Linked DNA regions of Mus musculus: regions 1 and 3 are each linked to region 2. The links are chromatin contacts, called in public HiChIP or PLAC-seq and promoter capture Hi-C maps. All regions are on one chromosome and are shown on one strand. Each heading gives the region's core, a stretch centred on a gene start, on an enhancer-like site or on the middle of the called end of the contact. The rest is flanking DNA. Distances are from core to core; before and after follow the strand shown.

Region 1 (4,619 bases), core at 604-3,103, 2.6 Mb before region 2:
AGGGCACCGAGAGTGTTTTGCAGCGATGGATGTGAGTGGGGGTCATCCAGACACCCAGAAAGCTTTACAATTAGCCTGAGAGCAGATGAGCCAAGGAAGACAGCTGGGTGGGGTAGGGTATACGCAAGGGTTGTGGGGAGAGCGCTTGCCCGTCGCACCCCATCCTGGGGAACTACGCGTCCCCAGCGGCTGCTCCCTGCCTGCCGCACAGCTCTTTCTTGTTGATCTGGCGCTCTGGGTTGCCTCTTCCAGCCCCTCTTCAGCTGCCAAAAGGTAGCTGCGCATTCACCCGCGATGCCTGCAAACTGGGGAGGGGCTTTGCAGGTCCCCAGTTCCCTCTCCCAAGGGAATGGTCTTGGGGAATGGAGTAGGAGGCCATCTAAGCGCCAAATGTGATGTACTATTTTAATCTAATTCGGAATCTATCACTCTTGGGTAACAAGAAACGAAATTAGAGCTGGCCCTGTGATGCTTAAAAGGTGGGAGTCTTCAGCAGTAGCCCATTAACAGTGCGTACACAGGTGCTACCATACCCGGGCACTGAAAATTCTCTTAATTTGAAATTAACAGAACTTTGTACTAAAGGCAGAGAACTGAAAACTACGACATAAGCCCTAACTACCCTATCTTTAGTTCATGTGCACTGAGGACTCAACTGGTCATGGTACTGGAAGGAAGAGCGACCTATAAAACCCTCCCTAGGGTTCCAAAATCCAAAAGCTCCTCAGGTTCCAAAAAGAAAAGCTCATTTCTTTGAAATTTCCAAGATGAAACTTAAATAAATAATAAAAATCCCTAACCTGAATGGTTACAAATTATTTTTTTTGGAAGCCATTAGCCATTTTCTCATAATCAAATTATTACATCCCATAAGATTAGGAACCTACTGTTGGTCACCACTGAGGGTTTCTGAGGTGGAAGATCCATCTTTAAGCCTGCAGGGGCAAACAAACTGTAATGGCCACACCTTCCAGTGCCAAGCAAGCTCATCTCTGTGAATTCTCTAGATCCTTCTCTACAAGACAGCTCACTATGAGATGGCACTCAAGCTTTCTCTAAATCTCAGAAAACACCTTCAGGAAGTGTTTCCACTACAGCATACAGCCCTATCTGCTGTCTGGTATTTCAGCACTGGCCAATCTAGCTACAGACAAGGGAAACTGCAAACAGGTGAACTTGTTTTAATTAAAAGGCTCCATTTTTAGTTGGGTAGATATCATCGACTCCGTTGAGCAATACTTCTTAAATTCCTCTCAGCAAATGCAAATGGGGAAAACCTAGGTTAAAAAGAGAAGAGACTCTGCCTAAGGTTTGGAAACATTCTGACTGCGAACACGAACACGAGTGAAGACTAAAGAACTCCCCCAGCTGAAGCCAGCAGTCAGTCAGTAAGCAAAGTTCTAACTTGCACTAAAAAGACCCCAGGGATTAACGGGCATTAATTACCTTACTCTAAATGCAAGTTAGTGACTTTGTTCTAGAAGCCCCTTTGACTTCGCTAATTGGTGGATGACCATTAGTACAACTGGATAGCTCATCAGAGGTGAACAGACAAGTGGGCTTTTCAGCAAAGAGAACCACTTGTCTTCACCAAGTCTTTTCCAAATGTCAATATGCTTCAAGTTATACCAAAGCTGGGAGATTTCATCTTGCTTTTCAACCTGTCTAGGTGGCCTGGGTGGGTTTCTGCCGGCAGCAGTTTCCTACCTTTGGTTTCTATGCTTCTATCCACGAGGGGGGATTAATTAGCCGGGCTGAAGCTGGAGGAGGCTGTCGTGACGAGCCCAGTGGCGATTGGCCGCCCGCCTGCCTGGCCCTGCCTTTATAATTTCCACACGAGTGCATCTGGGCTCTTACACAAACCAACAGCAGCTTCTTCTGACAGACACACACTCACCCCCGACGCACACTCTGCACACTTTTCCTCTACCTGATTAACAGTCCTGCACACACCATGATTACGGGAAAACGTAAATAAATACGGAAAGGGGTGATTATTTTGACTACTGGAAGAGCTTTGCTGGGTCTCAGCATAACTTTTGTTTTTATTACCGAGAAGGTGCTCTCTCCACGCGTCTCTCTCTGACACGGATTCTTTAGCGGAGGGGAGAAAAGGGGAGAGCTCAGCCTTTCACTTTAAGACCCGCTAGTCTCGAGCGGGGGAAAAAAGGCCAGCAGGGCAGGGCGGCCCCCTGCTGCAGCTAGTCCGAGAGAGGCTCGGTGCCTTTTGAGCGTGGTCCCCTTTCTCCACCGAAGTTGGCTCCAGCGCTAGCAGCCGCATTGGATCCCACAGCCTATTGCGAGACTCCGGTGTACAATCCGGATCTCTGCCCCAACATGATCGCGGCCCAGGCCAAGCTGGTCTACCACCTGAATAAGTACTACAACGAGAAATGCCAGGCCAGGAAAGCTGCCATCGCCAAAACCATCCGGGAAGTCTGCAAAGTGGTCTCCGACGTCCTGAAGGAGGTTGAAGTGCAGGAACCGCGTTTCATCAGCTCCCTCAATGAGATGGACAACCGCTACGAGGGCCTGGAGGTTATCTCTCCCACCGAGTTCGAGGTGGTACTCTATCTGAACCAGATGGGGGTGTTTAACTTCGTGGACGACGGCTCCCTGCCTGGCTGTGCGGTGCTGAAACTGAGCGATGGGCGCAAGAGGAGCATGTCCCTCTGGGTGGAATTCATCACCGCCTCTGGCTACCTCTCGGCACGCAAAATCCGTTCCAGGTTTCAGACACTGGTGGCTCAGGCGGTGGACAAGTGTAGCTACAGAGATGTAGTAAAGATGGTGGCTGACACGAGCGAAGTGAAACTGAGAATCCGAGATAGGTATGTGGTGCAGATCACCCCGGCCTTTAAATGCACCGGGATTTGGCCGCGGAGTGCTGCCCACTGGCCGCTTCCCCACATCCCCTGGCCAGGACCCAACCGGGTGGCAGAGGTTAAGGCTGAAGGGTTCAATTTGTTGTCCAAGGAGTGCCACTCCCTGGCCGGCAAGCAGAGTTCGGCTGAGAGCGATGCTTGGGTGCTGCAGTTTGCAGAGGCCGAGAACAGACTGCAGATGGGGGGCTGCAGGAAGAAATGCCTCTCTATCCTGAAAACCCTGCGTGATCGCCACCTGGAGTTGCCAGGCCAGCCCCTGAACAACTACCACATGAAGACTCTGGTGTCCTACGAGTGCGAGAAGCATCCTCGAGAGTCGGACTGGGACGAATCTTGCCTGGGCGATCGGCTGAACGGAATTCTTCTGCAGCTCATCTCATGCCTGCAGTGCCGGCGGTGTCCCCATTACTTCTTACCGAACTTAGATCTGTTTCAAGGCAAACCCCACTCGGCCTTGGAAAACGCTGCTAAACAAACGTGGCGACTGGCAAGAGAGATCCTGACCAACCCAAAAAGTTTGGAAAAACTTTAGAGGATGATCTAATCCAGGGCTGACAAGAATGAGCATTCTTCTCAAAGTCCCGACGAAATGAAAACTTCCTGGTTGATTCCTATGTACTATTTCTCGAGACAGTGCAAACAATCTCTTCCTTTAAAAGGAGTAACAACACAACATTTAACCATCATCTCACACAGGGGAAAAACCACACCACAAGCATCTTTATGGAGGCATCCCCCAGCTCCCCCGAAAAGTGCACAACACCCCAAAACAGCTGGCTGCAATGCAAGACCATGGCCAACTCCAGCAAAGGATTATAGTAATCTTGAGACTTAGGTGCGGCTGCCTTCCAGCAAACAGGGCCCGGATGTACCATCGGAAGCAAAGTGTAATGTATATTTTGATCTGTAACAAAAGTTGTGATCTCATGTTGTCTTTGAAAGTGTGGATATTGGTGTTTTGTGATTTGGTGATCAGAACTGAAATTACCATTTTGGAAACTTTCAGACATTTCCCACAGAACAGAGATGCATTTAAAGGTAGATTTCCTCCTGGTACTTTACCTGTCTTTCAAGTGTCTGAACTTAAAACAAAAGTTTACATTTTGTTTCAAATATATTGCTTGTTCTAACATTCCGTAAGTATACTTGAAATGTTATTTAAATATATTCAAAAATTTGAATTCAGCTTATATAATAACGCTTGAATATCTGAATTATATATATATTTGAAAATGCACTTGAAAATACACTGGATAATTACTTTTGTGATTTAGAATTTAATTTCTGTTGCTGATTTTTATTTAATTAGAAGATAATAAATGAAGTAAAATACCAAGTTTCTGTTTCTCTTTAAATTGTTGTTGTTGTTGTTAAATGAGGTAATGATGCTATTTAAAAGTCAACTTGAGAATTTTAAACATTTCGACAAACAGGTTAATAAAATCACTAAAATTAAATGTTAAAAGGGCTCTTTTTAGAACAGCTATAGAAAATATCCACTTCCCCAGTTTCTAATTTACTCAATGGTTCTTTTCTACAATGAATATATTTATAGCCTACTTCTGAGACTTTGATTCTGGTTAGTATTTCTGTAGTCGTTTGACAATATAAGGGAAAAATTACCATAGCAATAGAGAAGACTGAGTTTAAAAGCAGCAAAATCTGAGAAAAATTAACTTAAACCATAATGCAAAACTCTGAAGTTTTTATATGAAATATAAGCAATAAAATGGA
Region 2 (4,441 bases), core at 318-2,817:
AATACCCACTGATAATTAATTTTAACATCAGCATTAAAATAATCTCTTATAAATTCACATTGGATTAACAAGCCAATTATTTCTACGTACTGTCTTGAGAAATTACTGAAATTATAGATTTAGAAATGAAGCATTCCCTCAGCTATCTCGGCCACAATAACACCAGCATGTAACACTTATTTTCTTTTTTCTTCTGCCCCCCTCAAGAAGCAGGGATGTTACTGTGAGGTATTGGTTTATATACTGACCTCTGTCACTTGGGTTTGAAGGACAGTTTCTATTGAGTTTAAAATATCTATCTCCATACATTACAGCTAAATACCTAGAAAGTGTTGTGTAAATTTTAATTTTCAATCCGTTTTTGGATCAAAGAGTTCTTTAAAGATTAGAGAACTGAGTAAACTACTTTAAACGAGTCAGCCTGATATGATCTCTAAAAGCTGCAACAAATCTGACATCTTAATTTCCAGCAAAACTTCTCAGATTTTAGCTAACTTAGAGTTGTTTTCATGTGTCAAGAGTTCAAGAGTGGTCGGTGTTTAAAATAACATCCTCACTCTCCCAATGTGGAGACACTTGCCAGCACTTGGGAGGCAGAGGCAGGAAGCTCACTACAAGTTCAAGGCCACTTTGGTTTAAGTAAGTAGCCTGGGCTACAAGAGGTCTCATAACAACAAGACTCGATTTTGATTGGGAAGTAGCTACAAGATGGAAAAATTCAGTGGCACTTTCAGAGCTGCTGTCTGACTTAGTAGTGGAAGAAAAAGGTATTCTCTTACTGTGCATGATCCAAAGCAAACCAAAGAACAACATGGCTCTAACAGGAGCCTTAGAACAATCAAAAGAGCTACACTTATTTAACACTGTAGGCTTTTCAACGTTGGAACCTATAAGCAGATTTCATGTTCAACGTCTCGAAAGTTTAAATGAACTCTTCCAGCCTTGAACCACAACAAGTGAAAATTTGGAATATGTTATTAACTCCTAATCTTTTTCGAAACCGACTTTACTTTGGGCAAGTAACCATCCCTGTCGCCGCCGCTTTTTATAGACAGAATTTCTGTCTGAAAGATCATCTTTCTAACTCAGTCTGGCTTGATGTTCTGTGTTAGTCACCCTCGTTTCTCTTAAATCTCACTTCTCCCACTATCCTAGTTAACATATATTTTCAGGACTTTTAACCCGGTTCGCTTTCTCCAGCTATGCACCTCTTCGGCAGCTGGATCGCCCTACTTTTTTCCCCTATCGCCCAGGTTCCTCTAAGACTATGCTAAACATTAGACCGAGCACATGACCTCCAGTCATCCAGGATCGCCACACGCCGGCCCTAAACCATGCGATGCCCCAGGCTTACAAATTAAAACCGTCTTCTGGCTTTTCCTCTCCTAGTGAACCTGCAGTGTGGAAATTTAAATTTAAAAATTTTTTAAATAAAAGAACCCGCTCCCTTTTCTCTACCCCCTTGGCCCCGCCCACGAACCCCCCTCAAGCCTCCACGCGAAGCCGCAGGAAACCGGAGGGGGCGGGGCGGTGACGTCACGACGCCGGCGCGTCACGGAACGGCGGCGGCTGCGGCGCTGGCGGTGGCTGCGGCAGCGGCGGCATTTTAGTCTGCGGCGGCAGCGGCTGCGGGGCTGCTGCTCCTCCCAGCATCCCTGGCGCGGCCATTTCAGCCCCATCTTGGCCGAGTGGAGGGAGCTGCAGCCGCTGCTTCAGCAGTTTGAATTTCTGTTTTGTTTTGTTTTGTTTTTTCCCTCCGGAGTCTCCGAGCCGGCCGCGCCGCGGAGAAGCGGAAGGCGCCGCCACCGGTTCCCCTCACGCCGCCGAGCACCTCCGCTCGCTTGCCGTTCCTTCAGCCGCCGCCGCCGCCCCTCACGCGCCTCAGAGCCGCGAGGAGGCCGGGCCCGCCGCCGCCGCGGGTGGCTCCCTGAGGGAGGCCAGACTGCCGGCCTTCCCCGCCCCCGAGCGGGCTTCCGCCGCCACCGCCGGCATGGCCCCCGGACTGCGCTCGGGCTAGAGCCCGGGACGGAGGGCTGCCTCCCGCCGCGGACCTCCAGCCCCGTCCGTCAGGAAGCGCCGGTCCCGGCCTCGCCGCTCCGCCTTCTTCCTCCGCGTCGCCGCGCGGGAGCAGCCGCGGGACCCGGCCAGGAGAGCCCGAGCGGGGCAGAACCGCCCCTCACGCCGCCGCCGCCGCCTCCTGCGCCCTGCGCTCCACCCCCAGCCGGGCCTGCTGACCGCGCCGAGCGCCGGGCTGGACTGACCGCGGAGGCTGAGCTGTTGGAGCAGCCGGCCCGCCCCTGGACCACGCTCGGGCCGTCGCTGAGGAGTTGAATTGAGGCACCCCTGCCGCGGGAGGTGAGGAGGGAGGAGGAGGATGTCGCGCCGAGACGCCGGCGCCCAGAGCAGCCCGTGACTTGGCGGCGTGGGCCGTAGACCCAGGCGCGAACTCGGACTTTGTCTTTGGGGGCCCGTGCTCGGCCCTTCTCGGTTTCCGGTGGGGTCCCAGAGGAGCCTCTGCCCTCCAGCCTCTTCCACCATGTCCAAGATGCCGGCCAAGAAGAAGAGCTGCTTCCAGATCACCAGTGTCACCACGGCTCAGGTGGCCACCAGCATCACCGAGGACACCGAGAGCCTGGACGACCCGGACGAGTCGCGCACGGAGGACGTGTCCTCCGAGATCTTCGACGTTTCCCGGGCCACGGATTACGGCCCGGAGGAGGTGTGCGAGCGTAGCTCCTCGGAAGAGACGCTCAACAATGTCGGGGATGCGGAAACTCCCGGGACCGTGTCCCCGAACCTCATCCTGGATGGGCAGCTGGCAGCCGCTTCAGCTGCGCCCGCCAACGGAGGCGGCGGTGGCGTGTCGGCCCGGAGCGTGGCGGGGGCACTCGCCCAGACCCTGGCGGCGGCCGCCGCTTCGGTGTCCACTCCTGGGCCGAGTAGTGCAACTCCATCTCAGCCCCCTGCCACTTGTAGTTCGCGTTTCCGCGTGATCAAACTAGACCACGGGAGCGGGGAGCCGTACCGGCGCGGCCGATGGACGTGTATGGAATACTACGAGCGGGATTCGGATAGCAGCGTCCTCACCAGGTCCGGGGATTGCATTAGACACAGCAATACTTTGGAGCAGACTGCGGAGCGGGACAGCGGCCTGGGAGCCACCGGAGGGTCGGTGGTGGTGGTGGTGGCCTCCATGCAGGGGGCGCACGGGCTGGACTCGGGAACTGACAGCTCCTTGACTGCTGTGTCACAGCTACCCCCGTCGGAGAAAATGAGCCAGCCCACTCTCGCCCAGCCGCAGAGTTTCAGCGTCGGGCAGCCGCAGCCTCCACCGCCCGTAGGTGGGGCTGTGGCTCCAAGTTCGGCGTCGCTGCCGCCGTTCCCGGGAGCGGCGACCGGGCCGCAGCCAATGACAGCAGCCGTTCAGCCAACCCAGCTCCAGGGAGCCGTGGCCGGAGGCGCCCTCCCCGGGCCTGTCGGTCAGGGGCTGCCGCCGCCGCCGAATGTCAACCTGGCGCAGCCTGTGGCCCTGGCAGCTCAGCCCGGCCCGGCCGGCGGCTCCTCGTTGTCACAGCAGTTCGCCTATCCCCAGCCTCAGATACCACCCGGGCATTTGTTGCCGATGCAGCCATCCGGCCAGAGTGAGTACCTGCCGCCGCACGTGGCCCTGCAGCCGCCAAGCCCTGCGCAGCCCTTGTCTACCAGCGCTAGCGCCACCTCTGCTTCCGCGGCCAGCTTTCCTCTGGGGTCTGGCCAGAGCGTCTCCTCCTTGGGTGCCCAGATGATGGGCGCCTCCGCCCAGCCCAGTGAAGCTGTGGCCCCGGGTCCGGTTCCTGTAGGCCAGGCCGCTCCTTGTCAGCCGGCCGGAGTGGCCCCAGCTGCTCTAGGAGGCGTGGTGCAGCCAGGCTCCGGGCTTACTGGGGTTGGGCAGCCCCAGCCCGTGCAGCCTCCGCAGCAGATGGGTGGCAGTGGTCAGCTGCCAGCCGTGCCTGGTGGTCCTCACACCGTGGTGCCCGGAGTTCCAAACGTGCCTGCAGCGGTACCCGTTCCAAGCGTGCCTAGTGTGCCCACCACTTCTGTTACTATGCCAAATGTACCCGCGCCTCTGGGCCAGTCTCAGCAGCTGAGCAGCCATACGCCAGTCAGCCGGAGCAGCAGCGTCATCCAGCAAGTTGGTTCACCCTTAGCTCAAGGCACACACAGTGCACCAACAAGTCTACCACAGTCTGACCTAAGCCAGTTTCAGACTCAGACCCAGCCTTTAGTCGGGCAAGTTGACGATACTAGAAGAAAATCAGAACCCCTACCTCAAGCACCACTTTCTCTCATTGCTGAAAGTAAGCCTGTTGTGAAGCCTCCAGTTGCAGATGCCCTGACAAACCCTCTTCAGTTAACACCTATGAACAGTCTGGCCACCTCTGTATTCAGCATAGCTATTCCT
Region 3 (4,341 bases), core at 312-2,811, 2.2 Mb before region 2:
GCCATGACCTAGCCTCAATTATGCTCTATTTTGGCTCTTCCTCTCCTTCTGCTGGACCAAGTCATCTTCAACATTGTTTAGGTTCTCTGTAGCTAGCGCAGAACATTAAGTCATACACACTTCTGCAGTAACTCTCTTACCATGAAAGGAGCCAAAACCTAGGCTGCCTTTCAAATCTTTCTTCTGGTCTTTATCCTCAAGCCACCGCAACCATAGAAACCAACCTGTAAGATCCGGTGCCCCCCTTACATTTTAACACCTTCTGCGCCCCACACCCGTAAAGGTAAGAGATCAGCATATCTGGAGAGATACTACAAAGAGGTGAAGATTGCCTAGAGATGGAGGTAGGGGTGAGTACAGGCACAACACGCTCCATCACTGCCACGGAATGTATTTAAAGACAGATGCAAAATCTGCATCATTCGTCGTCCTCCCTGGAAAACCCAGCACCCCAGCTGCTCAAGTTGGAACCAGTGCGCTTCTCCCATTTCAGGAGCACGGGAGGGGGTGGGGGCTGGGGCGCTTGGGGGGACTCGGGCTCTAGGGGCCGGGCTGTCACCCTCTCAGAGCCACAACACGGACAATTAAGAGATGGGGAGAAGAAACTCCCAAAGGACCTGAGGGCCGCTTCACACCTCCACTCACGGCCCAGGCCCTAAGGACCGACCACTCGTCGGAAGTGCCGGGTTGAGTTGGGCACCGCGCGGGTGACAGGAGGGAGGTGGCGCGGCCGTGGCTGCGCGCGGGCGGGCGGGCGGGCGGACGGACAGGAGGCTGAGGGACGCGGGGAGGCAGGGCGCGGACGCCCGGGGTTGGGAGGGGGGGCGCTTACCAGGTTGAGCACGGTCTCCACGATGTCCCTGTTGCTGACCTCGCCGACCTGTATGAGTCCGATCAGAACGGCGAATTTCATACGGATGTTGCGGATCGGCACCGAAGGGTTGATCATGCCCGCCGGCAGCACCACCGGGCCGGAGCCGGCCGCCCCCCGAGGCTCCCCCATGGCGCCTCCGCCGCCTGCACCGCCGCCGGCCCCGACGGCCAGGAGCGCGACGGGCTGCGGCTCGAGCCCCGGGCCCGGCTTGTCGCTCGCCATCCGCCCCGCTGCTGAGGAGCTGTGCAGCGCCGCCGCGCCGCCTCCGCCGGTTCCGTTATCCCCGCCGCGGCCCCCGCCCCCCGGCCGGCGCCTCGCAGCCCCAGCATCCACCAGCGCCGCGGCGCCGGGCCCGCTCCCGTCCGCGCCTCAGCCGGGCCCGGCAGCCGTGCGCGGCGCCTCGCCGACCGCCTCCGGGGACAGCCTCAAGGGTCGCTTCCGAGGTCTCCTCCCGGGCTTGCCGCAGCTGTCTCCCCAGCGAGCTCACGGTCCGCCTCAGCGCTCGCCTCACGGAGCTCCTCGCAGATCGCCTCGGCGCTCTCTGCACCGATCTCCCCGGCTCGCTACCGCCGGCCCGGCCCCCCGCGAGGATGCCGCCTCGTCTCGCACGGCCCTCCGCCCTCCGCCGGGGGCCAAAGCTCGGGCCGCTGCCACCGGCGCCGCTGTTGTTGTGAAGCCCCGACGCCGCCGCTCACTCCGCCATGTTGCCGCCCCCTGCCTGCGGTAGCGGCCACTGCGCCTGCGCGCAGCTTGGGGGGGGCGGAGTCCTCGCTGCACCCCCTCTTTCTCCCGGCGCTCCTCCTCCGCATCCCTCACCCCTCGTCCCTCCCCCACGCGCTGGGACCGGGCCGACAGGTGAGCAGGTGCGCGGGGAGGAGTCGCGAGGGGAAGGACAGGGCTCGCCCGTCCGCTCTCCTTCCCCCTCGGCCTCGCCGTGCGGGCCACGTGCGGTGAGTGGAGGGCCACCTGCTCCCGGCCGCCTTTGCCTCCTCCTGGTCCACCTTGGGTCCGCGGCCCCACCTCGCTGCGGGGGTCTGGAGACAGGCCCAATGTCGCCGGGCTCTTGCCACAGCCCGTGGAGAGGCTGACACCTGCTCACACGGGCGCGGCTTAAAATAGATGCTGTCAAACCGGGAGCCTCTCTGCCAAGCTAGTTCTTGAACTCGCCTCCCTGACTACCCTCATGAGGTGGTTGGGTAGGTGCAGCAAATCCCCTGCTAGAAATCCCCAAAGATCCTCAGGTATGATGCCAGTGGGTGGGTGATCTCCCTTTTCCATAGGCGTATGAGGTTCACAAGAATTGTATGAATTATCAAAATACATTGGAGGTCCTCACGACCAGCCTTAGTCCGTGAGAAAATTTCAATTGAAAACATTATAACACGCACATGGCAATATCTCTGATGGCACTGAGTTAAAACCACGTAAGTATGACTGGTGGTTTCTTCCTTGACATCAAGGATATAGTTTCTTTAATATTTCAAGTGGTCAGCCCTTTTCGATAAAGACATATTGCCAGTCACCAGAAACATTAGAAATCCTAAGGTGTATTCAAATCATTTAAATTGTCATCCCAAACAAAGAAATGGTCAGTATACAAATGAATCATAATGCATAATTTATTACTATTCATCTTCTTTGACTGGTAACTCCCATGATACAGGATCTTATAAACATTTCAAAAGTACCATAGGGCAAACTTTCTTAATACCTGTATTTTCAATTAGTTCTTGGTTATATGTTTATTAGTGGTACAAACTCCCACTGAATTGATTAATTTTTTAAAGTAGTTGCACAAAAGTACCTGAAAAAAGTGGTAAATTGGTATGTCTATTTAAACAAAATAGTAATGGAATTATAACATGCTTACATCATTAAAACTGCTTGAGGAATTTGCAGAGCCTTAAGACTTCAGAGTTTGGCAATTAAGAATTCCAGTGATACTAGATGGTTGTGGAGCAAGCCTTTAACCCCAGCACTAGGGAGGTAGAGGCAAGCAGATCTTTAAATTCCAGGACAGCCCTGTCTACAGATTTTAGTTCCAGGACAACCAGGGCTACACAGAGAAACCCTGTATTAGAAAACAAAAACAATAAAAAGAACTGTGACTTTTAGAACTACCAACAATTTCTGTGCCTGGCTCAGGCAAGCATCATCTAGTTCTATAAGAACTACTTCAGTTGCAAATTTAAAATGCCATATCTCTCTTAAGTTATAAAATCCAAGCTGAAAGGTTATCTTAATCTATATATACACACACACATACATATCTGATGTGTACATATATGAAGTACATATAAATAGATATACAGTAAGTTGTACTTCTTGCTTTATTCTAGACATCTTGAATGAGAGCTTTGAGAGAGACTGACAACCTGATCTTCCCTTTTCCTTTTTTAGTGCATAGCTTGACACCCCTTTGACTGCTCTTAATTTTCTGTTATGTGTCTCAGGCAATAGGTGTGTTCATTTCAGTTTTGTTTTCCTTGTTCGTTTTCAGTTACTGGAGATGAAGAACAGGTAAAGAAAATAATCCCTGCTCAAAGTAGAAAAAGCACACTTTATTAAATTTCAGAAATATTTTTAAGCTTGCTAGTAATGTATTCTGTAGATTATCAGCTCCTTGCCCTCTTTAAAAAAAAAAAATTGGGCATGGTTCTGAATCATCCTTTAACTATCTGTGCAATCTACTCAGGCTATGTGAACTTCAGTATCCTCATTCCTTTAACAGACATGATTAGACCTATCCTACCAATGAAATGATGTCAGTTCAGCAGCAACTAGTATATAGTAAAATACATCTTTGTATCCCTCATACAGGAACTATGTGTGTAGAGTGGCCTATAGACACACACATGAAAGACCAATTACAACCTGTTTACAATGCATTCATCCAATTTAAACTTTAGTTTTCTTCAACATTTGGACCCTTACACCCCATTTTTTAACCACTAATTTTACTCTTAAGCACAGAACACAAACACAACCCAGAAATTCAGCATTTTCACCTCATTTGACACAGGCTAATCATTACCAGCTAACAGACATTTGCATGTCTATTACAAATTCGCAAATTACCAGCTGAAATAGGTGGCTTTCGTATTTCCTATTTAAAGAAATATTATTTTAAACATTAAAAGCTAACCAGGAAGTCAATATATTAAAAAAAATAAGTCAATGGTATAAAAATATGTATTCTGGAATGCACAAAATTGAAGACTATTACAGGTGCCTTAATGTACACAGAAAATGCTCCAAATGCACAGGCACCTTTGTGCCATGAAGCCAGCAGTAGCCTGCCCATCCTCCCAGGAGGCAGTCTAGCTGATACGCCATTCTTTGCATTCTCACCGCTGTCATCTTGTTAGAAACGTTATACCTGGGTTCCACTACCCTTACTCATTTCCAATCCTGTATCCCGTAATAATCTTAAGTCTGCTTTTGATGCACAGGTAGTGGTCTAGGAT

Evidence for each region. Promoter capture Hi-C pulls out the DNA fragments that hold promoters and counts their contacts. HiChIP or PLAC-seq counts read pairs in DNA pulled down with a chosen protein or histone mark.
Region 1: a contact with region 2 is called in a promoter capture Hi-C map of second pharyngeal arch cranial neural crest. The contact joins the promoter of Mab21l1 here to the promoter of Tsc22d2 in region 2. A contact is called at or near these places in 2 of 39 promoter capture datasets (cranial neural crest and second pharyngeal arch cranial neural crest), 1 of 484 Hi-C or Micro-C datasets (cerebellum) and 1 of 115 datasets of contacts at active chromatin or transcription factors (astrocytes).
Region 3: an H3K4me3 HiChIP or PLAC-seq map of stem cell-derived neural progenitor cells shows a contact between it and region 2, with 9 times the contacts expected there. The contact joins the promoter of Nbea here to the promoter of Tsc22d2 in region 2.

Annotation. Positions count from the first base shown.
Region 1 is chr3:55,780,657-55,785,275 of GRCm38.p6, forward strand. It overlaps Mab21l1 (mab-21-like 1), which reads left to right and starts at 1,854. Exons shown (of 1, transcript NM_010750.3): 1 at 1,854-4,619. The coding sequence starts at 2,338. The coding sequence ends at 3,417. All of the region lies in intron 41 of Nbea (neurobeachin), which reads right to left.
Region 2 is chr3:58,413,153-58,417,593 of GRCm38.p6, forward strand. It overlaps Tsc22d2 (TSC22 domain family, member 2), which reads left to right and starts at 1,568. Exons shown (of 4, transcript NM_001081229.2): 1 at 1,568-4,441. The coding sequence starts at 2,537.
Region 3 is chr3:56,182,140-56,186,480 of GRCm38.p6, forward strand. It overlaps Nbea (neurobeachin), which reads right to left and starts at 1,562. Exons shown (of 58, transcript NM_030595.1): 1 at 833-1,562. The coding sequence starts at 1,096.